Regions from separate parts of the Mus musculus genome. Here regions 2, 3 and 4 are each linked to region 1. A link is a contact called in public ChIA-PET and HiChIP or PLAC-seq data. All regions are on one chromosome and are shown on one strand. Each heading gives the region's core, a stretch centred on a gene start, on an enhancer-like site or on the middle of the called end of the contact. The rest is flanking DNA. Distances are from core to core; before and after follow the strand shown.

Region 1 (5,532 bases), core at 1,757-4,256:
GACAGAAACTGGAACTTGACACACAGCCGCTCATTGGTGTTCAGCTGCAGGACGGACAGCTCTGCACCCTCGAGGTACAGGATGCTGGCTGCAGGCCAGGAAGGAAAGGGGACACAGATGCAGACCAACCCCCTGCCAGGGTGTGTCTCTTCCCCATCTGCCCTGTTACCTAACTCCCCACTTCCCCCCTCCTAGGCCTTGCAGAAAGTACCTCCTAGTGGGACAAGAGACAGTCTATAGCAGGAAGCAGCAAAGATTCTGCAACCATGTGGTCAGAGCCCTGGCCACAGGGCAAAGTGCTAACAGCAGCTACGCTCACCCTCCCAGTGGGAGGCTGCTGGAGTCATCGAGAGCACCAGCTAGGGACCCACAGAGAGCACCTGCTGTTGCCCCTTCACAGATCTGGGGCTGGCTGTGTTCAGAAATTCTGCAGCTAATCACCCCTAAGGAGGTCCGGAATGTGTTTTGAAAAGTTCTGGCTCCTAAGCTAAGAGAAAATCAGAGAGAAAACCGCTATCATTTTTTCTACCAAATATTTGGAATTATTTGTAAAATTAACCACTTGCCTTTTTCTTCCTGTGTAATAAAAAGTTGATGCAAGGGAAGGCCTTTCATAAAGACAGTGTGAACAGAAGACACTCTGTGGGCACACATCTAACACTGGAAAAGTTCTCCTTGGATAAACAATGGAGCCTTCCAGTACCAAACAGAAGCAGCAGTGGTCTCCTCCCAAGGGCAAACCCAGGCGCTGGCAGATGTGGCCACTCACCATCTGTCTGCAGGGTCCACTCAACATGCAACACAGGGACTAATTCTCCGTGCTGGGTAGAGGAAACACTAAGATTGATATAGATGTTTTTTGGGGAAGACGGGGTCAGGTTTTTGGGGTGGATCCAGCTGTCATCCAGACAAGTACCTGTTGAGGAGAACAACTATCAGACCTGCAGTCAAGACCCTAAGATCTGCTTAGAGGGTCCAGAGACCTGCTATGAGTTTCAACTTGGTTCAAGGGCTGCAGCTGTTCTCAACCTTCCAGCTGTGGCCGTGGCAATCTCTCAGCCAGCCTGCTCTTTTCTAATGCTGGTCTGGGATGCTCCCAGAGCTCTGCGGACAAAGAACCAAGGAATGTTTGGGGAGAAGGGTTTTGAAAAGAGGCAGCCATTGGAAATGGGGGCACAGGAGGGAGGGGCGCAGTGAGAGCTTCCGCCTTTTTATTTGTCACGGCTCCTAATTAGCACTGACATTTGAAGTATGTGCCTCAGCCTTAAAACAAAGGCAGGGGCTGGGATTGTGGCTCAGAGGTGAGAGCTTGTCTGCTCAGACTGAGAGAATGGGTTCTATATCCAGCATAGGGAAAATCTTCCCAGAGACAAAAGCCAAACAGGCAAACAAACAAATAAACCACCACCAACAACAACAAAAACCCCAAGCCAAGCCAGCACCACTGATGCTGTGACAAGCTGAAAGGGACAGGCATAGTTAGATGCACTAGGGTACCACCCCTGGCAACATCCAAAACCCAGATGGCAGAGGGGGAATGACTGCATTTTGCATAATGAATGAAGGTTTTCCTCATGGAGCACAGATGCCTATAACGAAGATGGCCCAGCTGACGGTGGCAACCCCCATCCAGAGCTCAGCCCACAGGAGGCTGCCCTGTGAAGTCAGTGGGAGGCCCTCACTGTATTAACTGAGGCAATAAGTGAAACAAAAAAGAGGACTTACTATTCTTGACTCTGCAGCTCAGCCCCTGTGGGAAGAAAGGAAGTGTTGATTACCGATGAGAAGGGCCAGGCTCCCAGTGGCCCCGCTGCCTGGCAGGCCCCTGAGAGCGGTTCACACAGTCCCTGTCTCCCTCCCAGCTCACTTTTGGGAGCTGCTCTGCTGCCAAGTAGTCAAAAGTCTTCTGCACTTTTGTTCCTCTTTGTCCAGCAGAGGAGGTGAGTGGTGGGCAGACAGCAAACAGAACTGGAGGCGTTTTATCTTTGGGAGAGGGCGCATCTTTGGGGGACAGAATATCCTAGACTTGGCTGACCTTGAATTCACAGAGAACAGCTTGTCTCCACTACCCTGATTGCCGGAACTAAAGGCATGAGCTGCCAAGCAAAGCTAGACTTGGAGGCTTTCTGAATAACTGTTATGGGCTGGGAATTGAAACAATAAAAAGAAATAATAATAAAAACAAAAACAAACTACAAAACAGAGAGGGTGTCTGGAAAAGAAGGTCTTAAAATTCCAAGGTTTCTAATTTTCCTCAGAGGTGAAGCATCAAATTTATAAACTTGTTAGGAAAAGTTTAAATAACTGTTCTGCCCCCCCACACACACACCATATACCACACACACACCACAACACCACACATATGCGCCACACACACACACACACACACACACACACACACACACACAGAGCCCTGGTTGAATCACCACCTTACTCAAAGCCTCAATTTCTTCAACATAAAATCAGAGTAGTTGGGCTAGAAAGATGGCCCAGTGGTTAAGAGCACTGACTGCTCTTCTGAAGGTCCTGAGCTCAAATCCCAGCAACCACATAGAGGCCCACAACCATCTGTAATGAGATTTGACACCCTCTTCTGGTGTGTCTGAAGACAGTGATATAGATATAAAAATAAATAAATCTTTAGGCCGGAGAGAGCAGAGCCGACCAGAGCAAGTGGGGTCAACCAGAGCGAGCAGAGGTCCTGAATTCAAATTCCCAGCAACCACATGATAGCTCACAACCATCAGTACAGCTAACAGTGTACTCATACATACATAAAATAAATAAATCTTTTTTAAAAAATCAGAATACTCTAACACCAACTTCACACTATTGCTGGAAATTAAACTAACCACAGGAGTAAAGACGCAGGGCAGGAAGTGGATATGGGAGATGATGAAACAGACCTTCACTTCTCACTTCTGCTTCACAAACACTGTAAACACTGGGCTGGTGTTCTCAGACTGGCCATCAGTTTAGGAAATGCCACAGAACTCTGACTTAGTCATGAAACCCTGACTCATTATGCATAGTTCACTGGCAACACTGCCAATCTCTGTCACAAGTGATAGGGGACATCCTCTAGAGCTGGAATCTGGGACTCTAAGGAGTGACTGTCACTGCTGGCAAGATAGCAAGGAAGCTCTGGAATTCAAGTTCTGTGACTTCCAGGCCTGAACTACCCAGATTGGCCCACACCATCCCATGAAGCTGATGTGCAGCAGAGGCAAGGCCTGGATGACGGGTGCACAGTACCGCACTGTGTCTAGGATGGACACTGATTGACAGCTGTCTCTCCAGAGGGAGCAGAGTGCAGGACTCGGCGATGTGATGCCTCAGGGTTCATTCATAAAATAGGCCACAGGATGATATCATGCCAGGATCCATTCTGAGCCTACTATTTCATCTGTGTCCTTCCTACCTGTTTGGGGCACCAGTTCACATGCTCTTGGGGTCCAGACTTCACGTACGTCTCCCAGTTCTTTGTGACTAACTGTCCTTCACTGCCCTGGGCTAACATCACAGCCTGCCAAATGGTCCTTGCAGGTGTAAAACAAGACCTATCTCGATGTCTCTGCTCGTTCCCACAGACACACAGCATACCATGTTCTGAGATTAAGTCCTACAAGCCTGCTCCTCTCTTCCCATCCAGCACTCCTGTGAACTGGGACACAGGACAGAAACTGCTCCTGGGACTGGGACTCTTACAGAAACAACAGCAGCTATACTGCATTTGGGGGACTCCCTCTTTCTTACCCATCAGAAGCTACTTAAAATCCAGGGCAAGATGCTACCTATCCTGACAAGAGGAGGAAGTGGGAGGGGTTTGGAAACACTTGGCTGACTAGCTTGCTACAACTGACAGAAATAGCTTGATACTTCAAGCCCTACAGTTTCAGTCTTGCTTGTTAATAGTTGGATGTGTGATCATCTGTGAAGGGGAGAGGGGAGTAACTACCAGAAAAATGTTTATCAAAGTGCATCTCTTGCCTCACTAGAGACAACAGCTGCCTTGCTGTAACAACAGGAAGCTGAAAATCAAACCATGATACAAATGTAATGGGAAAGCAGAGATCTGGAGCAAGTGATGTTTCCTCTATTACCCGGGGTGAGTAAAAAGGCACACTGCGAAAACATAGGTGTCAAAAGAAACAAACAAGTCCATTATAAGTGCCTGCCTTTGGGGAGCAGGCTTGAGTGTGACTTAGGGAGCTGTTTTAAATATCCCAGTACAATTTTAAAAAAGGAATCCCTACATTACTTAATAAAAACGAATTTAAAGAGCTGGAGAGATGGCTCAGCAGTTAAGAGCACTGTCTGCTCTACCAGAGGTCCTGAGTTCAACTCCCAGCTACCACATGTTGGCTCACAACCATCTATATTGGGATGTGATGCCCTCTTCTGGTTTGCAGGCGTACAAGCAGGTAGAGCACTCATATATGTAAAATTAATTAATAAATCTTTGAGGGGCAGCAACCACATGGTGGCTGAAAACCATCTGTAATGGGATTCAATGCCCTCTCCTGGTGTGTCTGAAGACAGCGACAGTGCACCCATATACATTAAGTAAATAAATATTTAAAAAAATCTTTGAGGGGCAACATTTAGGATGTAAATAAATAAAATTTAAAAATGAATTTAAAGATGAAAGTTTATGATATTAATCTAAACAAAAGATTTAAAAATGAGATAAGCGCCGAGCTTGGTGGCGCACGCCTTTAATCCCAGCACTAGGGAGGCAGAGGCAGGCGGATTTCTGAGTTTGAGGCCAGCCTGGTCTACAAAGTGAGTACCAGGACAGCCAGGGCTACACAGAGAAACCCTGTCTCGAAAAACCAAAAAAAAAAAAAAAAAAAAAGAGGTGAGCAAATGAGAATATTATTTGGGGAAGAGACATATGCTTCTTTAAAATTAAAAAATATATATTCTATGTGCCTGGTGTTTTGCCTGCATGTGTATCTGTGTACCATTTGCATGCCAGAAGAAGTTAGAAATGGAAGCAGGATCCCTTGAAGTTGGAATTATAAGTAGTTGTGAGCCACGATATGGTGGCTGGGAATTGAACGCTGGTCCTCTGGAAGACCAGACAGTATCCTTAACCACTGAGCCATCTATTCCACCTCTATTTATTTTTATTTATAATTTAATTTCAATATAGAATTTGCACTGATGTTGAGGTATGCACATGTACTTGTGTGCAGGTGTGTGGGAGCCGGAGGTTGAGGTCAAGGCGCCTCCCCTGTAGTTTCTCTACCTTGTCTTGTTCTGAGACAGGGTCTTTCTCTACCTTATTCTTTTGAGACAAGGCCTCTCAGTGAATTTGGAACTCAGTGTTCTAAGATGGCCAGTGAGCCCTCAGGATCCACTTGTTTCTGTCCTCTGACACTGGGGTTATAGGCACAGCTGCTACACCTGGCTTGTGGTCGGTAGAAATCTGAACACAGGCTTTCATGCTTGCTTAGCAAGAGCTTACCCACTAAGTCTCTCAGTCCCTACAACTTTTTTTTTTCATTTTTATTTATTGTGTGTGTG
Region 2 (5,613 bases), core at 48-2,547, 570 kb after region 1:
AGAAGGTATCCCTTATAACTAGAGATATAGACAGTTGTAAGCCACCATGTGAGTGGTGGGAATTGAACCCAGGTCCTTGGGAAGAGCAGCAGCCAGTTTTTTAAATAAAATATAATTCACATCATTTCCTCTCTCTCTCCTCCAATCCCTCATATCCCTCTCTCAACTTCATAGCCTTTTTCTGTTTTGTTTTACACAGACAACAGAGACATACATATATGAATAAATAAATATAACCCCTAAGTCTGTTTAATGTAGCATGTACATGTACAATTTTAGGGCTGATCACTTGGTACTGGGTAATCCATTAGGGGGTTCATCTCTGGGAAAGCCATTCTCCCTTTCTGACAGTCATTAATTGCGTATAGCTCTTCATCTAAGGGCGGGGCCCTTTAAGACCCCTCCCCCAATCCAAGTTGGCATGTCAACTGGTGCTGTTAATTGTCCAGGTCTTATTAAAGAAGCAATATTGAGATGGCCATGTAGGGGAATCAGCCTAGATGACCATCAACTTAATCAACTGATGGATAATTCAAACGAGATACAAACATCGGAACTTTATTCTGCGGAACAGATCCCACCGAAACCCACACAAAGTACTGTATTTCATACAAGTGAAACAGGTTCACTGACAAAGCAGACGGGGGTCCTAGGATGACGGGAAAAGTGAGAGGGAGAGCTAACTGTGGCTTCTGGATTTATTTAGGAGTGATGAAAATGTTATGGAATTCGATGTTGCTAGGGGTTACACAACCCCCAAGCATATGAGTAACCAGAGAACTGTACACCCCCGAGGAGTGAATTTAACCGTACTAATGCACGCTTCGTTTTTCAAAGTCCAGAAAGGCTACCCTGAATGTCAAACTCCTCAAGTCCACAGTTTCTTCTCAGCCCCACCGACTCCCTCCGACTTCACCCTGTCCTAGACAGTCCTGTTAACAGTCAGCGCGCGTGTCGCACGGTGCTCCCGAGCACGCGGTCAGCAACCCCGGACCAGGCGCCTCCCTCCAGATCCAGCGCAACCGTGGGGGCTTCAGGGCTCGGCCTCCCCGGTGGAGACGCCCCCGTGCCGGGCGTGTCCAGCAGCCGCCCGAATCCGAAAGGCCCCACGCTCCCCGACCCCGCTAGAACCACCCCGGCGAGGACCGTCCTCACTCACGCGCTTCGGAACGCGGTGCACGCAGGAGCTCGGTCCGGGTGCCTGCCGGGAAGCCGGAGAGGGCCTCGCAGAAGGAATGGAGACTCTGCAAGCTCAGAGTCCTCGCCCAAAGAAAAACAGAAGGAAAGGCCGTAAGTCAAGTCAGAAGGCGCCGAGAGCCGCAAAGCAGGCTGTCGCAAATCAAGTCGCGAACTGGAAGCGGCGGAGGACTCAGCATCCTGAGCGCTCTTGGGCTGTTATCTCACCGCCCGCGGCGATCAGCCTTCCCGCAGCCGCAGCAAGCCGCTTCGGTTTCCGTAGGCGCCCTGCGAGGGTCCCTGGTGTGACCCGGCTGGGTGACGCCCGGAGCCAACCTCTCCTCGGTGTGCTTTTAAACTCTGAGACCCTGGCAGCCAGTGGGATTTCCCCTGAAATTCAACCGGAACTAACTGGATGACAGTTACACTTTAGGCATCACTCCAAGTTAAACACAGACTGATCTCAGTTTATGATGTTTTCTGCTTTACAACAGATCTACGTCTCCAATGTGTAGTTTATATACTGAGAACTTTTTGTTTTTAATGGTCAGGCCTTCAGATTGTTGCAATTTAACCAATTCATTATATGGCCACTATATCCAGGATCTTTCGTGTTTTCCTAGATGGTTGACTTAACTAATCTTCCCAGAAACACGGAGTCAGATGCAGTTAATAAATAAATCGAAAGTCCTTTAGCACATTGTAGGGTCCATACTGACAAGACCAAGATAACAGGACAATGACACTAGCTACAAGAGAAACTCAGAATTCTGTTTCTGGAATTAGCTGGTCACTCAACTTGCCCATTACTTGCACAAAAAGGAAAGACTCTTTCTCAGGGCAGTGGTGGCCACATCTTTAATCCCAGCACCCAGGAGACAGGGGCAGGCAGATGTCTTGAGTTCGAGGATGCTACACAGAGAAACTCTGTCTCGAAGAAAAGAAAAACATCATTTGAAACTGTGCTACTGGCCGATGCAAGAGTACCAAATTTCCATTCTGGTGGCACAGACCTGTAACTCAAACTACTGGGGAAGCTGAGATAGGAGAATCCCAAAATCAAGGACAGCCTGGGCTTAAAACCTGTCTAGGTAAAAAGAGGGTTGGCATTATAGCTTAGTAGTAGGACTCTTGCCTGGCATGTAGGAAGTAATGGACTCAATCCCAACGACAGGGGAGGAGAACCTGAACATCTACGGCTACAGAGATCGCTCCACAGTTTAAGAGCACGTACTATTTCAGAGAACCTGAGTTAGGTTCCCCACATCCAAATTAGGGGACTCACAACTACCTGTAACTACAGTTCAAGGGGACCCAGTGCTCTCTTCTGGCCTCTGAAGGCACCGTAAACATACGACACTCATTTGCCCAGACACACAAAACATGTATACATATAAATAAAAACAAATCTTTTTTAAAAAAATAGACTATTAATCTGTTATCCGTGCGCCTCAGAACGTGGTGCTTGCAGGAGCTTGGCCCCGGGTGCCTGCAGGAGCTTGGCCCCGGGTGCCTGCAGGGAAGCCGAAGTGGGCCTCGCAGAAGAGATGGAGACTCTGCAAGCTCAGGGGACGCAGGGAAGAGGGCCATCAGGTTTGTACTGAGCCATGTGGCTGAACCCCTTTCCTTTTATAATTACTTATGTTAAACATCTTTTTATATTTTGGATATCATATAGCCGCCCAAATCCAAAGGGCCTCATGCTCCGAGACCCCACTGAGACCACAATGAAGACGCAGCACAAGATGGCGCACACCTTTAATTTCAGCACTCAGAGGGCAGACACAAATGAAAATCAACTTGGTCTACATAAGGAGTTGCAAGACAGCCAGTGCTACACTATAGAGAAACTCTGTCTCAACAAAACAAAACCACTAAGGACGGGCTGGTGAGTTTACTCAGTGGTTAAGAGAAATTGTTGCTCTTGCAGAGCATCTGGGGTTAGATTCCCAGCACCCACATGGCAGCTCACAACCATCTGTAACTCCAGGTCCAGGGGCTCTGATGCCTGCTTCTGGCATTCTTGGGCACGTAGTGCATACATACATGAAGGTAAGATGTTCATACCCATACATCTAAATGTTCATACCCATACATCTAAATGTTCATACCCATACACCTAAAAAAGAATGGGGGCAAAGGGGCTGCTTTACCTAGCTCAGCAAATCAACAAAAAACTTGCTTTTTTTCTCTATTCAGAGAACAATCTCTCAGTGTTGTCTCTCTGCGGCTCCAGTCAAACTGGGGCAATTCATTTCAAAGTTCCAAAAATGCCTTGCCTATCTGTTGGCAAAGGTTGGCTAGGGTTCCATTTCCCTGCCCAACAGTCTCATCTCTGCCGGCACAACACACACTTTGGTTTTCTTTCCAGGTCTTACCTGATAGCCCAAGCTGGCCTTGAACTCACTGTGTAGCTAAGATTGAGCCCGGGCTGCTTACTGACCCTTCTGGCTTCAGTTCCCAAGTCCTAGAGTGAGAGGTGTGCAGCCCCTGCTTTCTTCCTGATGAGGACTGGACACAGTACTTCGTGTGTGCTAGGCAAGCACTGTACCAACTACATCTCCACTCCTCATATGTGTTTGGGGTTTAGTTTCGCACATGCAGTGAGTGTGAATGCACCCACACATGCAGGAGGTTACGTATAACTTTGTGGAATTGGGGGGTCTCCTTCTGCCACGTGGATTCTGGGAACAAACTCAGGTGTTCAGGCTTGGCAGCATAGCACTGAGCCAGCCTGCAAGGCCTCTGTGTGTGTGTGTGTGTGTGTGTGTGTGTGTGTGTGTGTGTGTGTGTGTGTGTGTGTTTGATGACTATTCTAACAAGATTGTGAGATAGTAGTTCCCCATGGTTTTGGTGAGCATTGTCTTTCTTTTTTAAGATAATGTGCATGTGTGTACATGGTATGTGTATGGTGCATGTGCGCCACTGTGTGCATGGGTGCCATTGCCTGCATGTGAAGGTCTAGAAACCAACTCTCTGGAGTCTGCTTTCTTTTTCCATCTTTAGGTTCCAGGGATTGAACGCAGGTCATCAGGTTTGCACTGAGCCATGTGGCTGAACCCCCTTCCTTTTATAATTACTGATGTTAAACATCTTTTCATATTTTGGATATCATATATCTTATTTGGGTCCTTTCCCTATCTTTCTATCTACCTATCTACCTATCTATCCATCTATCCATCTATCCATCTATCCATCTATCCATCTATCCATCTATCCATCTATCCATCTATCTATCTATCTATCTATCTATCTATCTATCTATCTATCTATCTATCGGTTTTTCATACAGAGTTTCTGTATAGCCATGACCATCCTGGAACTAGCTCTGGCCTTGAACTCAAGAGTTTCACCTGCCTCTGCCTCCCGAGTGATGGGATCGAAGGTGTGGTTACCCCCACCCAGCATTATTGTCATTTTTTGACAAGCTCTCTTTCTGTAACCAGGGCTGGCTTCACTGTCCTTCCTGCCGCTCTTTCTCTGGGCCCTGCTTGCCTCTGCGGCCTGAGTGCTAGGATAGTGGCTGTGAGCCACGGCACTTGATTATTTTCCCCTTCTTAGTATAGGGATATTTGGGTTTATTTGATGTCATAAGAGTTACTTTTTTGTTGTTGTTGTTGTTGTTGTTGTTTGTTTGTTTTTCAAGACAGGGTTTCTCTGTTTAGCCCTGGCTGTCCTGGAACTCACTCTGTAGACCAGGCTAGCCTCAAACTCAGAAATCCGCCTGCCTCTGCCTCCTAAGTGCTGGGATTAAAGGGGTGCCACTACTGCCCAGAGGCTGTTTCTTTTTTTTTATCTTGAAGCTTTTTAGGTTAGTACTCTGCTTGTCCTGTTGTGCCTCTGGTTTTACATGTAGAGAAAAATCATTGCTAACCAAAAGTCATAAGGAAATGTGTGTGTTGGTCTGAGTTTCTCATTTGTTTTGCTTTTTAACTCAGGCCAGCCTCAAACTTGTCCTCCTGCCTCAACTTCCCAAAGTAGTTAGGATTGCAGGGTGCATGGCCAACCACCATGCCTGGCTTTTACTTTCACCTTTTGTTGTTGTTGTTGTTTTGTTTTGTTTTGTTTTTCTCCCCCCCCCAACAGCCTTCCCTTCTACCTCTTGCTCCAGCCCCTGCTCTCTCTGGGCCCTGCTCGCTCCGGCCCTGCTCGCTCTGGCCCTTCCTTCTTCTCTTTTCTTTTTAAGACAGAAGCTTTTCTGCACCCCAAGCTTTCCTGGAACTCAGCATGGCTCAGTACAGCCCTAAACTCACACTTCTCTTGTCCCTACCTACAGAGCATGGGAAATTACTTTATTTATTATTGCACTGTAGGAAGATAGTCTGATTTTACTCTCTCACCTGGGAATATCCATTTTCCCGACACCATGTATCATGGAGACTATCCCTTTCTCACACATTCTTGGGACTATTGGTCAAATGACATTTGACCAACATG
Region 3 (6,020 bases), core at 2,936-5,435, 550 kb before region 1:
TAGGAGAGATTCTCTGTGTTTTTTGACGTCATTGTATTTTCCAGAAAGTAGCAAGAAACGTGCACACGTGTGTGCTCAGACTTTCTCTTTATAAAAATCACACATTTGGCAAAGCACGCCAGCACACACATACACACTTGAATTACAAAAGAAGCGCGTAGCTGGCGAGGTGGTGTGAACTCGGTGCTCGGGGAGCCGAGGCGATAAGATCGTGGGTTCAAAGCCAGCCTAGCCCACATCATGATAAGCCAGCTCAAGAAAAGAAAAAGAACAAGGCTCATCGGAGGAAATCTGGAAAATGTAGTAGAGGTGACTAAGGCATGCTTTGCCAAGTGTGTGATCTGGTGATGCCAGCACAAGTCTGTGTGTCCCACTGGTGCCTTGCATCTTACTGACTCTTCATGTTAGAACATTGCAGAGTGTCATTAAACACCTTGAAGCTGCTGTGCAGTTCCTGCCCACACATGAAGAGAAGATTATCAGAGGTTACCTGGGACCCATCCTGACTCTTGGATCTTGCTTTCTGCTGGGCAGGAGGAGCCTCCCCGGAGCTACAAAGGAGAAAGACCGACCCTGGTGAGCACCCTGACGGACAGACGGATGGATGCTGCCGTTGGGAACCAGAACAAAGTGAAGTACATGGCGACCCAGCTGCTGGCCAAGTTTGAAGAGAACGCACCTGCTCAGTCCACTGGTGTGAGGAGACAGGTAAGCCCTAAGCTCAGCTCCCGAATGACCACATGGTACAGGAAGGAAGGTCTCCATGCAGCGATATCCCAGGCTCTTGTCTGAATCTTACACATTCACAGCTGTGTTAGCTTTGCCTCAGGTTCAAGGAATCTGTGACCAGAATCAGTAGAGAGATCTAAAACGTATTTGTCTGGATGACTATAAACACACTTATGTTCACATACATACACACTTGAATTACATACAAAAGAAGCGCGTAGCTGGCACAGTGGTGTGAAAGCGATGCTCGGGGAGCCGAGGCGATAAGATCGTGGGTTCAAAGCCAGCCTGGCCCACATCATGATAAGCCAGCTCAAGAAAAGAAAAAGAACAAGGCTCATTGGAGGAAACCTGGAAAGTGTAGTAGAGGTGACTAAGGCATGTACAGTCTGTTAATTTTGCTTCGTTTCTTACTGGACGATTTCTGGGGACATTCTTGTTTTCATGGTGGAGACCACTCTGGGGACACGCTTCCTTTTCTGCCTTTGGTGTTTTGACCATGGCATACCCCGGTGACCTCTCAGCTCACAGGCGTCTTCAGAGTGTGTGCACACCATGTTCTTCTCCGTCCCTAGCTGTGGTGGATGCTTTAGTTGCTTCTCATCCTTGATGAGATACAGCCGTGCAGTCTCGGGGATGCTCGTGCTCCTGAGAGCTAAGATTCTTTCCCGGGGATGTGAGCCCTTAAGGTGCTCTCCTTAAGCCACATGTGAGAATCCAGCAGCAGCCACACACGTCTTGTCCCTCCTTGCTCCGCAGAAGTCACCTAACTTCTTTACAGAGAAAGGCCAGGCAATTTCAAAGTCTCTGAAGTGTGTTACAGCGCTCCCTGATCACCTGAAAGGGAATTGGGAGGACAGGAGGACGGGCTCAGTCTCTCTTCATCTTCTCTGCTCACAGACCTGGTTTTGGGTTAATGTCTCCACCCAGCTTTTCCCTTTGTGTCACAGCCGGGAGAGTAGCTTACTCTGGAGCAGTAGAGATTGCTGCAAACTTGGCCGGCCCCACCTCAGGAGGCCAGAGTGCCCTCCAGTGCGAGGCTGCTTTCTTCTTCATGGGGGAGTTAGTTTTCCAAATCAGATAGTAGTCTAGACCCCAGAGAACTCAGGCTGAGAAAGGTGTAACAAAAACCACAGCCTGTCAACTCCCCCTTTCCCCTCTCCCCGTTGCTGCACTTGCATTTGGTCTGGGGACAAAGGCCATGTCTTTTCTTTATTAATGTAACTTCCTAAGAGATAACTTAGCCTGCCCACCTCGTCACGGTTTATAGATGTGTGTCTGTCCTCCACAGGTACTTTTCCGTGTCTTCTATCTTAATGTATTTTATTTTGCTTTGTCTCCATGTCCTGCCCCCACTCCCACGTGGCCTGTGTGTGTCATAGCCAACACAAGAGCGTGGGGTCAGCCAGCCGTCCTGCTACCTGCCAAAGCAGGGTCGCCCTGCTCCCATCCCCCAGTGGAAACAGGTAAAGGAATTGCTGGGGTCTAGAACGGGCTGCCACTGGCCTTTCACCTCATCCCTGCTCCTGGCCCACCTTGAAAGCCTAGCTCACCAGGGCAGGAAGACACTGGACTGTGAGTGGTGACTTTGGGAAACATTTGGCAGACGGTGTTGGTCTGATTCTGTGGCTGTATTAACTCCCTGGGATTTGAGGAGCGTCCAGGAAGGCTGTTGACTTGGTATTGAAGGCAGCTGGAATGATGTGGGGACTTGTCAGGGTATGGCCTTGAGCCCTTGGGTCAAGGTCTTTGCTGCTGTAGCATTGCTCCCAAATTGGCTTTTTAGTAGCCCATCTCCGGGTGACCTTTGTCCTTTGTGAGAACTGGAGAAGCAAGGTGTTTGGTTTGAGGCAGGAAATATGGAACTAGCCTTGAGTTAGGCGTTTGTTTTTTTCAGACCTATACAAAATGTTCAAGGGTGGTTCCCCACCCACCTTAGGATTCTGTCCTCATGTTTTGGTGAGGTACTTGGGAGCTGTGACGGTGGCTCAGTGGCAGAGCATTAATGAGACCCTGGGTTCCATCCTTTGTACCACCCCAAAACAAATAAAACACCCCTTCTCAGGAACTCCTGGAGCCCACTCATGGGCAGAAGGGAAGACTAGTCGGTCTGAGGGAAGTGTCGGCCGTTTGTTCCCCAGCGTCACAGTTGAACAGTTTGTCGCTGGGGTTGGGAGCCATGCTGGATGAGTTTTCAAGTAACAGGTGTCACATCACTCACGTGGGCGCTGAGGTGATGTGAGCTGGGTTCTGTTAGCCTCTCCCTGGGCCAGCCTCACCAGCTCTACTGCTAGGAAGCGCTGAGTGGGGTGTTACTGAAATTGCATTTGGAAGAAAATGCTTCTTTCTAACTTCATAATCCTCCACGTGGAAGACAGGGCCCAGGGAGGGAGAAGGAAAATGCCGGAGCGGTGCGCACACTCACAACAGAAGGTAATCTTCCTGCCTCAGTAGGAACCGCTTCATAGAGGGAGGCCTTCTGAAGGATGTCATCAAGAGTTCGTGTTTTAAATTCTTTTGTCCTTTGCTTGAAGCCGTGATGGAAGGGAATAGGTGAATCCTAACCCAGAGTTTGGAATTGTAAAGTCTTACCCTTCCTGGAAAAGGCTGAGGTTTTAGAACAAAAGAACAGAAGAGGAAGGTCTGGTGTCACCTGGGACATGGGTGGCTCTGTGTGCAGTCTGGGCTGGTGCAGCTATGTTGGTTGTGCCGGGAAGGAGGGGACAGCGTATGTGGCTCAGAGTCTGCTGGCTGGGTCTTGGCCTCTGTCCTGGTGAGGACAGACCTGGCAGCTTGGAAGGTCACCAGGCACCTGGTTCTATGCCGGCTTCTCATGGAGCCCAGTAGCCAGCAGCATTGTGACAGGTCCCATGTAGGGACTGCTTTTGGTTGTTGTTGCTGTCTCTTGGACTTGTCATCCGGCCCCTTACTGTCACCATCAGGTTAGTTAGAAGAAAGCCTTGGGCAGATGAGAAGAGCCTTGGTGACCATGAACAGTGAAACCACTTTAGATCATCAGGCCTTTAGGCTACACTGAATCATGAATTACACAGTGCCCACAGTAGTGACGGTGACACACTGTACCTCACACTCTGTCCCTTCGAATACACACATTCATCATTTGCAACTCTGACAAATGGGCTTGGCCCTCTAATTGTGGCTATCTCCTGAAAGCTAGAGATGTGTCCAGAGAATTGGGGACTCCGAGCAAGGGGTGCCTGGGCCACTGCTGGCTGGCCACTCATCTCCAACAGGCTGGACAGCACTGTGACTCACTGTGTGTCTCTTGAAGTGGTTCTCCTCTAAGGCAGGAGGTGTGGCAGGCGTGGCATTCCTTGGCAGAGTTGGCCCGAGAACCTGTTCCAACTTAGGTCATCGTGTGGAAGGGAGAAAATGGGCAACAGCTCTGCTTGCCAGTGGCTGCGTGCCGCGCTTTCCAGCATAAACACTGCAGCTCGTCCTTTGCCCTCCCTTTCCTTTTGATCTCAGGAGTACATCCTGCAGACAGACGGCCCATGGGCCAGCCTAGCTTTGGGAGCAGATTGTCGTGTGAGGTGGGAACACAGAGTGGAGATGTTTTTCTGATCTTACAGCTGCCACACCTCCCCACCCCGCCCTCCTCCCAGTACAGCAGTCTGTACAGGAAGCTGAGAATCTCCTGGAAAGTACCAGAGAGGCCCGGGGTAGTGTGTGCTTGTTTCTCAAATGGCTGAGAAGCCTCTCTGAGAACCGTGGACCGACCCACGAAGAAGGGCGTATGTGGTACAGGCAGGATGAGGATGAGCTGGCAATTAATCTGTAGAGCCTCTTGGCTGGCATTTCTTTGTAGTTTTTGGAACTGTTAGATGTGAGTGAAGGGCTTAAGGCATTGATGGAGCGTGGCCACAGGAGGCTTTAGTGGGAATGTGCTTTGCTGCAGTGTGACCTGGTGTGCATATGTCATATGAGATCCCATAGGGGTCATCTACCTTTTCCATCTGCTTACGATCAGGCCCATTTTGGGGTGCCCCTCTTTCCTGATAAAACCCTTGACCCTTGACATTACAGAGCATTACACCAAGGTTTCCCCAGTTCTTCGGTTACCTAGGCCACCTTTGTTTGAGGCTCTGGTCCAAGATGAAAAACAAGAGACTTGATAAATCACCCTGAACACAGAGTTAGGTGCTATGGAGGGTGGTCAAGGAAGGGGCCTCTTGGGATGCTTTGCACATATGTAAATGTTCCTCATCTCTGCCAGGAACAGTCTCCACCCAGGCCCTGTTTCAATCATGTTCTTTCTGTTTGTGTCTGTTGGTGTAAAAGCGACGGGAAAAGGAGCGCTCTCGGACCTGCCCCAAAAAAGTGATCACTCTCTCTCCTACCCCTACTCCACCTTCCTGCCGGGCGTGCAGTGGCCAGCAGGTGACCCTCTGCATGTTCTATGTCCTGTCTGTCCTACCACCTACACTATGAATGTAGGGATCAGCTCAGTAGCCACTCTTTTCAGGGATAAGTTTTTAAAAGATGACTTGTAGCAAAAAAAAAAAAAAAAAAGAAAAAGAAAAGGAAAAAAAAAACAACCTTCGTTGTTACAAGCGAACAGTTCCTATCGGGACCCCAGATGAGAGCCCTGTGTATTCAAATCCTGCATGTTCTGTTCTAGCCCCTATCATGGGAGGACAGCCGTACACCAAAGCATAAACTATATTCATCTCAGATCCAACATCCGTAAGGTCCAAGAGGCACACATTTTTGTAGGACCTCACTTAGAGTAGCCCTGTTTCTTTTGCTGCCTGATGTACTATAGTTAAGATGTGCACAAGAGACAAGAGAGCTTCGTGTGGCCTCCCTGCATGGGGTTGGCTCCTCCTGATACTGACAGCCTGCTCTCTGGCTTATACAGTTTCTTCTAACCAACCCAGCCACCCATTCACGCTCCAAGCAGATGGTTAAAGCATTTGAAAGCCACCAGATACTTGTGGCTGTTGACCGCACAATCTCACATTCAGGGTGGACACACCTATACCGTATGCACACAGAATGGCTTGCTGACCTTTGAGCTGAAACCCTATAAAATAAATTTTAAAAAGCCACTTCTGAGGGCAGGATCTGTGACAGGATATTTTCATAACGAAGGTAGCCTACCTCAAAAGTAACCACTAACGACGCATCTGGTTTTCCAGGCCTTCCTCCTCCCGCCCCTGGGCCTAAGAACTGAGCCGTGCTAGCCTCTGTGACTGCCCAGTGCCTCCTCTTAATAAGGGCTCACAGCCGGGCGTGGCGCACAGCTTTAATCCCAGCACTCGGGAGGC
Region 4 (6,061 bases), core at 3,237-5,736, 630 kb before region 1:
TGAAGGCGTGCAGAGGCAACTGTTCAAGACAGGAAAGCAGTATTCTCCAGCATAGAATGACTTTTCTTCATTGGCTGCTTAGACTTGCACAAGAGGACGAGAGACTGCTGCATCATTAAAAAGAATGAAAGAAAGGAATCCCCAGGGGAAAGATGGGAGGAGGGAGACTGTGGAAGGGATCACCAGGGCAAAGATGGGAGGAGGTGGACTTTTCCTCAGTAAAAGGTGGGAGTATTGAAGTTTCTGCTGAGCAGTAGGAGCTTGTCCCCATCCCCACCCCCCCACCCCCCTCCCCCGCCCCCAGCATCTGTCAGACACTGCTTCCCTCTTTGGTCTGCCTGCTTCTATGGTTGAGACTGGCTGTGAAGTTGAGGAGAGGGGATGATGGCCAGTAGAGGGGGCTTTCTGCACTGGAGGGTCTGCTGGGGCGGTTACATCATAGTTGGTGCTGAAAGGCTCATTCTGGTGAACTCTGGGAAGGAGACATCACAGCCAGTGGCTAACCAGACACTGCAATTGGCTTCCCTTACAGCTTTAAAATAAATGTGCAGGGCTGTGGGTGTGGCCCTGAGGAGGACCCTGGAGCCCCAGCACCATTTAAACTGACAGAGCTCCATTTTATTTGGTCCAGCCTGCCTCTGTCTCTGAAGCGTGAGAAGCCCCTCCACCTTGGGAGCCTGGGGAGGAGGAGGAGAGAGGAGAACGCCGCCCCTCGTCCCTGGCTGCCCTATGATTGGGGATTTCAGGGTTCTGGAATAGAAGAATGTTGCAGAGAGCAGCCTGCTAGAGCTTTCGGACTCATAACAGTCCTGATCATATGACCATAGTGGCAGACACTGAAGAGCCCTGACTGACCCTCTGAGTGGACACTGTGTTGTGAGTGTTCTGCAGAGTCCTAAGCCAGCCTGGGGCAGCCAATTGGGGCAGGAAGTTGTGCTGTTATCATCGATCTTTCTACTAAGAGGGTGGTGGTCTCAGGATTCCCAGGCTGTGCCTGTACCCTCACACACGCCTGTGACTCCTAAAAACCATAATCACACTTCTCCCTTTCATTTATAGAAACGGACTGAACCAGCCTCAGGAGTTCTGTGTGTGTGTGTGTGTGTGTGTGTGTGTGTTTGTTTTCTTCCAGGAAGTCTCTCTTTGTCACCCTGGGCCTGGAAGTAGCTACGTAGACAGGGTTGGCCTTGAACTCAGAGATCCTCCTGCCTCTGCCTTCTGATTCTGGGATTAAAGGTGTGTTCCCGTGTGTCTGGCCTGATTTCTCTTCAGTGTTCCACTCTGGAGCATCTGGAGGCCTGGTGTAGCCTGTGTGCTTCTCAGAGGGCAGTGCAGGGCAGTAGGAAGGTCTTCCGGGGTCATGGAGCTGGGCTGTGGGATTGAGTACAGCCATGTCTGTCCATATCTCTTCTTTCCTCTACTTTGTGACTTAGGTGAGTTTCTCTCTCTTAAATTTTCCATGATTTTAGTTTCTGTTACTTTGTGTGTGTGTATATAGTGGTTAGCGGTGTGCAGCGTGCTGTGTGCATGTGTGTATACGTGTACATGTGTCATGGCCCACGAGTGAAGGTAAGAGGCAGTGTTTGGGAGTTGGCTTTTTCCTTTCCCTGTGGATCCCAGGGATCAAATTTGTGATCAGGCTTTTCTGCAACAAGCAATTTTTTTACTCATTGAGCCATCTCTCTGGCTCTGCCGTGGGTCTGTCATTCCCAAGGCTGAAGTCCAGATCAGTTGTCATTGCCTTGGTTTCTTTATGGATAAGAAGTAGTCTGGGGAAGACACCACTGTGTATAATTAATTGGCAATCGAGTTTTTATAGCAGAGCCTTTTACCCAGTTAGGCCTGGACCAGCTGAACTCATTTATTTCCCTGTGAAAATGGAAAAAGGAAGTATTTAACCAGAGGCTTGAATTCTGTCACATCATTTCCAACACAGATAGGCTATTCTCCAAACCAGTCTTGCAGAGGTTGGGTGGATGGGGGTGAGGAGTAGCAGACAAGTTTATGTCTTTGGTATTTGCCTGTGAGCAAGTGGACCTGATGGGTCAGAGATGAACACTGTGTGCCCAGCCTTCCTAGAGAAGGTGGACTAAGGAGAGAGCTCTGGGCCTCGTCACACTCCGGGAGCCCAAGAGGAGCAGGGACAGTCCCTAAGGGCTTCAGGTGTTGACACACTCACCCTTGACATGTTTATTGAAGAACTTCTCCGGAGCCTGCAGGAAGTTACCGTATTTGTAGGTGACAACGTGAGAGCAGTAAGCCTCGCTGTATGGTGATCTGTGATTTAATTGGTCAGGAGTGCCGAACTTGGAGTGGTGCGCAGGTGCGATTGGTCAGGAGCGTGGAACTTGGGAGTGGTGCGCAAGTGCGCACTGCTGAGGCGCAGTACCCATCCAAGACTGCTTGCTTGTCTCTTGCACATTACAGGGAGCCTTTCTAGGCTTTACCTAACCCCCTGTGCTGTGGCTGGGATGTTTGTATTTTGCCAACAGGGTTGGGTTGTTTTGTAGCTCTTCCTCCTCAGGACCATGGCTGCAGGAAGGGCTGGGTTACCTCCACTTCCTGCAGGCGGCCATTGGGCCCATCACCACTGGAGAATCTGCTGGCTGGTATCCTTGTCCTTGCCCAGCCACTGCTTGCCAAGAAGAGAGACAGGTACTCTAGTGGCCGAGCACGCCTAGAGGACATGCTGCCGGCCACACCCTCTCCCAGGTGTTCTGACTGTCCTGGTCACGAGGGCCTCCACTGGTCACTTGTGGGTTTAGAACTGTTGTTAGAACTGCCAGGGCTTCTTTGCAGCACCGTTCCAGCTATGACTCGGAGCCTGGGTGGAGCCTTGCGGTGCCGTTTCAGGCTCTCCCAAGCCCCCACCTTCTGCTCATCTTTCGAGGTCACTTGCTATATTTGGAGGCTGATGAAGGCCTCCTTGGACTTCTTACTGCCGAGTGTACTCAGTGGAATACAGTTTTGCTTGTGTTTAGTCTTGTATTTTCAAAGACCTTTGGGTCGCTTTAGATCCACTCTAGTGGAAATTTGCTTTTATATCCTGGAAACAAGTCAAGCATTCTGATCCCATGTGGTGAGCATGTTCGGGTCATACTGCTTATGAAGAGTTCTCTGTGGACAGCGATCCCAGAGAAGTGTTGGTGGGCTTAAAGGCGATCGTATGGAAATGTGCCCCTCCTCGTGCCTGTCTATATTTCTTGGCTGAAGTGGACTTTATCACAATAAAGGAATTTTGTGACATAATTCTTTCTCTAGGAAGGTGACATTTTGTTTGTATGTGACTTTCAAGCATTCTGATCTTCCACTGTTGGTACAAATGATGGCCTATCTCTGTTTTGGTTATGGCTTTTGAAACAGAGTCTTGCTGTGTGGCTAGGCTGGCCTTGAACTCAGCTCCCAGAGGCCTGGGATCACAGTGGGAGCCACCTCTCCTACTTGCCTGTCACTTTCGCTTGCTTTTACTTCTTTATGCTATGCCTATAAGCAGCCTCAGAGACAAAGAGGCCCCTGGACTTGGCCTCTGTAGCTTCCCTGCCTTGCTGGTGTGGCAGAGCTAGGTGCTGTCATGGACTGTCAGTCAGGGTGGATGCTGTGTTGGCAGGGGCTGGCTGGCCTGCCTTGTGCTCATGCACTATTCATTGGCACACCAGAAGTTGTCTGTACCGGCTTCTCCAATGGTGCTCACACACAGTTGCCTGCCTTTTCTCTTCCCAGGCTATTTTGCAAGCTCTTGTGGTCTCTAAAACACTTGAATGTATGCAGCAGGCAGGGCAACCAAGAGTGGCATAGATAGGTCCCCCACAGTAAAGGAGACCAAGGGATTTGGCTGAAAAGAAAAAAAAAGTTAGGCTGTGGGTTGGAAAGGGAACCCATCTCCTGGTGTCTACTTAGAAGTGTTTATGTTATGATCTTTTTTTCTCCTTACACTAACTATACATAGCCGTGTGATGTCCACTGAATGGGTTGGGAAGAAGGGCCTGAAGAAGCTAGGTGACCTGCCTGAGGACTCTCAGCTGATGCATAGTGGTTCTAACTCAGGAGTAGAGGTGCCAGCTTACGTGGTGGTAAAGAGCGTGCCTTCTGGAATCAGACTGGAGCATGTGACCTCATGTGTGTTCTGTAGCCTCCCTGGACTCGGTTTCCTTGTCAGGATCATTGGGGCAGGAAGGTGCCTGAGAGTCCTGCTTCGAGGTTACAGGCAGACACAATCCCACCAGGTACGTGGCAAGCACACAGTGGTCTTCTTGCCTGTGCCTTTGAAACTTGGAGTGTAGGCCTGGGGCTGTGGGTTTCCTCTCGGTTCGGGAACAGCATGTGTGGGTTCAGGCTGTGCAGTGAGCCAGGAATGGGTTTGTGTGCAGAATCTTGAATAAGAAACGTGCTTGAGCAAGGAGGAGCTCACCTGTCCCTGGGCCATCTATGGCTGTCCTTGGGCCATCCCTGGCTGTCCCGTCCAAGGTTGACTACCACCTGCTCCTGCTAATTGCCTCTCACTCCTGCTTGCTGTCTGATTACTGTCTGCCTTGTTCCTGTGACTCAGCATTCTCTGTCCTACTAGTAATCTTTTAAACTTCCTGAAATGATATATTCATTAACTTATGGATGGCACCGCTTGGCCTCGTCACTGTACTGGGTTGTGTGTCCGTGTTTGTGTGTGAGTGTGTATGTATGTGTGTATGTGTCTGTAAGTGTGTGTGAGTTGAGTGTGTGTGAGTATGTGTATATCTGGGAGTGTGTGTATGTGTGTGTGTATGAGTGTGTGTGTGTGTGTGTGTGTGTGTGTGTGTAAATACAAAAATGGTATGGGCCATTGATTGGGAAAACAAAGACAAAACAGCTCTAACTCGAGGAGAGCCAGCTTGGGCCCGGTGTTGGTTTAGAGTTTACAGGCATGGTCAGTTCTGCGTCATTTGAACTTCACAGGTGAGGACGTAGAAATAACCAGCATCCACCTTAGGACACTCAGGACATAAAAGAGAGATGCCTCCGCCTTGAACCTGGTCTACACTGACCCCTAGCCTACAAAGGTGTGATTCCTATGCATCCTAGGTCATTGAGAGGAGTATTTAGGTGAGAAGAGAGTACCCACCTCCCTTTTAAACCTTCAGTCTTCTTTATAGAAGTGTTTGCTCACTTAGTAATTTCAGCTTTTTTTCATACTTTTTTTTTGAGAATTTTGCACACTGTTTTGACCATAATCACCCCACCTCAACTCTTCCCATATCCCTATCCCCTTCCCTTTCCACCCAACCATGACCCCCCACCCCCATCTCCCATCAAGAACATCTGTACTGCACCATCTTCTCCCAGGGCTCAGGGATCATTGCTGGAGAAGGGGCAGAAAGAGTGTAAGAGCCAGAGAGGCTGTGAACAAATACAAGGAATACTGTCCTGCAGACACAGCAGGGCAGCAGCCCTTCCAGACCCACAGCAGCTGTGACAGCACGCGCACACGCACACGCTCCATGGGAGCTCAAGCCAGACCAAGTCCCGGCATAGCAAGGGGAGGTGGATGTGAAATCCCACCCCTAGCTCAGGAGCCATTGGATGTGATAGCTCCTGGGAAGAAGGACAGTTAAGAGTGTTGCCTCTGGTAGGTTGACCAGGCTCCAGCGTAAGGCCACATTGCCAAGAATGTATGGGCGACACAGAGAAGAGGGTATGCGATGCAAAGCAGTGGCTTAGAGTTGAGAGCGAGCCCAGGACATTATAGGCAGTGAGGGGGGCAGCCCTCCTCGCTGGTTGCTGAGCTCAGTACCAGTGAGTCTGAACCACTGTGGTAGGCTCTGCCTGGGTGCTTGGAGGTGAGTAAGATGCGTTTCTCTCCCTGTGGAATCTTGGTGTAGCCAGGGAGACAGACACACAAATAGATGACTCCCTTGCAGTGTGGTAAGAGCAAGAGCCGTGATGAGCGAGTGTAAATGTAGGTGCCATAGGAGCTGAGGAAAGGGAGCCAGGAGTTCTTCCCAGAGCCTTGAAAGGCAGGCTAGTGGCCAGCTGAGAAGAGCTTTCTAAAAGATGAGAGCAGCCATGAGCAAGCACACGGAGCCCGTCT

The links. ChIA-PET counts read pairs in DNA pulled down with a chosen protein or histone mark. HiChIP or PLAC-seq counts read pairs in DNA pulled down with a chosen protein or histone mark.
Region 2: an RNA polymerase II ChIA-PET map of memory CD8 T cells shows a contact between it and region 1, with 3 times the contacts expected there. The contact joins the promoter of Rad52 here to the enhancer-like site in region 1. A contact is called at or near these places in 2 of 39 promoter capture datasets (both in liver) and 3 of 115 datasets of contacts at active chromatin or transcription factors (double positive thymocytes, effector CD8 T cells and memory CD8 T cells).
Region 3: a FOXA1 HiChIP or PLAC-seq map of pancreatic cancer cells shows a contact between it and region 1. The contact joins two enhancer-like sites. A contact is called at or near these places in 2 of 115 datasets of contacts at active chromatin or transcription factors (microglia and pancreatic cancer cells).
Region 4: a FOXA1 HiChIP or PLAC-seq map of pancreatic cancer cells shows a contact between it and region 1. The contact joins two enhancer-like sites. A contact is called at or near these places in 1 of 39 promoter capture datasets (stem cell-derived epiblast-like cells) and 3 of 115 datasets of contacts at active chromatin or transcription factors (large pre-B cells, microglia and pancreatic cancer cells).

What each region holds. Positions count from the first base shown.
Region 1 is chr6:120,468,310-120,473,841 of GRCm38.p6, reverse strand. It overlaps Il17ra (interleukin 17 receptor A), which reads right to left. Exons shown (of 13, transcript NM_008359.2): 2 at 1,726-1,750; 3 at 770-916; 4 at 1-88. Among named protein-coding and RNA genes, the nearest start is that of Il17ra, 7.9 kb to the right of the region's middle. Within about 2 kb of position 3,006, at least 154 of the 459 cell types and tissues checked have an H3K27ac peak or open chromatin away from gene starts, as enhancers often do. A contact at or near this core is called in double positive thymocytes, effector CD8 T cells, liver and 2 more, where this site is marked.
Region 2 is chr6:119,898,382-119,903,994 of GRCm38.p6, reverse strand. Rad52 (RAD52 homolog, DNA repair protein) reads right to left here and starts at 1,297. Exons shown (of 12, transcript NM_001166381.1): 1 at 1,160-1,297.
Region 3 is chr6:121,015,871-121,021,890 of GRCm38.p6, reverse strand. Mical3 (microtubule associated monooxygenase, calponin and LIM domain containing 3) reads left to right here. Exons shown (of 32, transcript NM_001270475.1): 16 at 535-708. Among named protein-coding and RNA genes, the nearest start is that of Gm4651, 46 kb to the left of the region's middle. Within about 2 kb of position 4,185, at least 81 of the 459 cell types and tissues checked have an H3K27ac peak or open chromatin away from gene starts, as enhancers often do. A contact at or near this core is called in pancreatic cancer cells, where this site is marked.
Region 4 is chr6:121,099,851-121,105,911 of GRCm38.p6, reverse strand. The region is part of intron 1 of Mical3 (microtubule associated monooxygenase, calponin and LIM domain containing 3); the gene reads left to right. Among named protein-coding and RNA genes, the nearest start is that of Mical3, 28 kb to the left of the region's middle. Within about 2 kb of position 4,486, at least 40 of the 459 cell types and tissues checked have an H3K27ac peak or open chromatin away from gene starts, as enhancers often do. A contact at or near this core is called in pancreatic cancer cells, where this site is marked.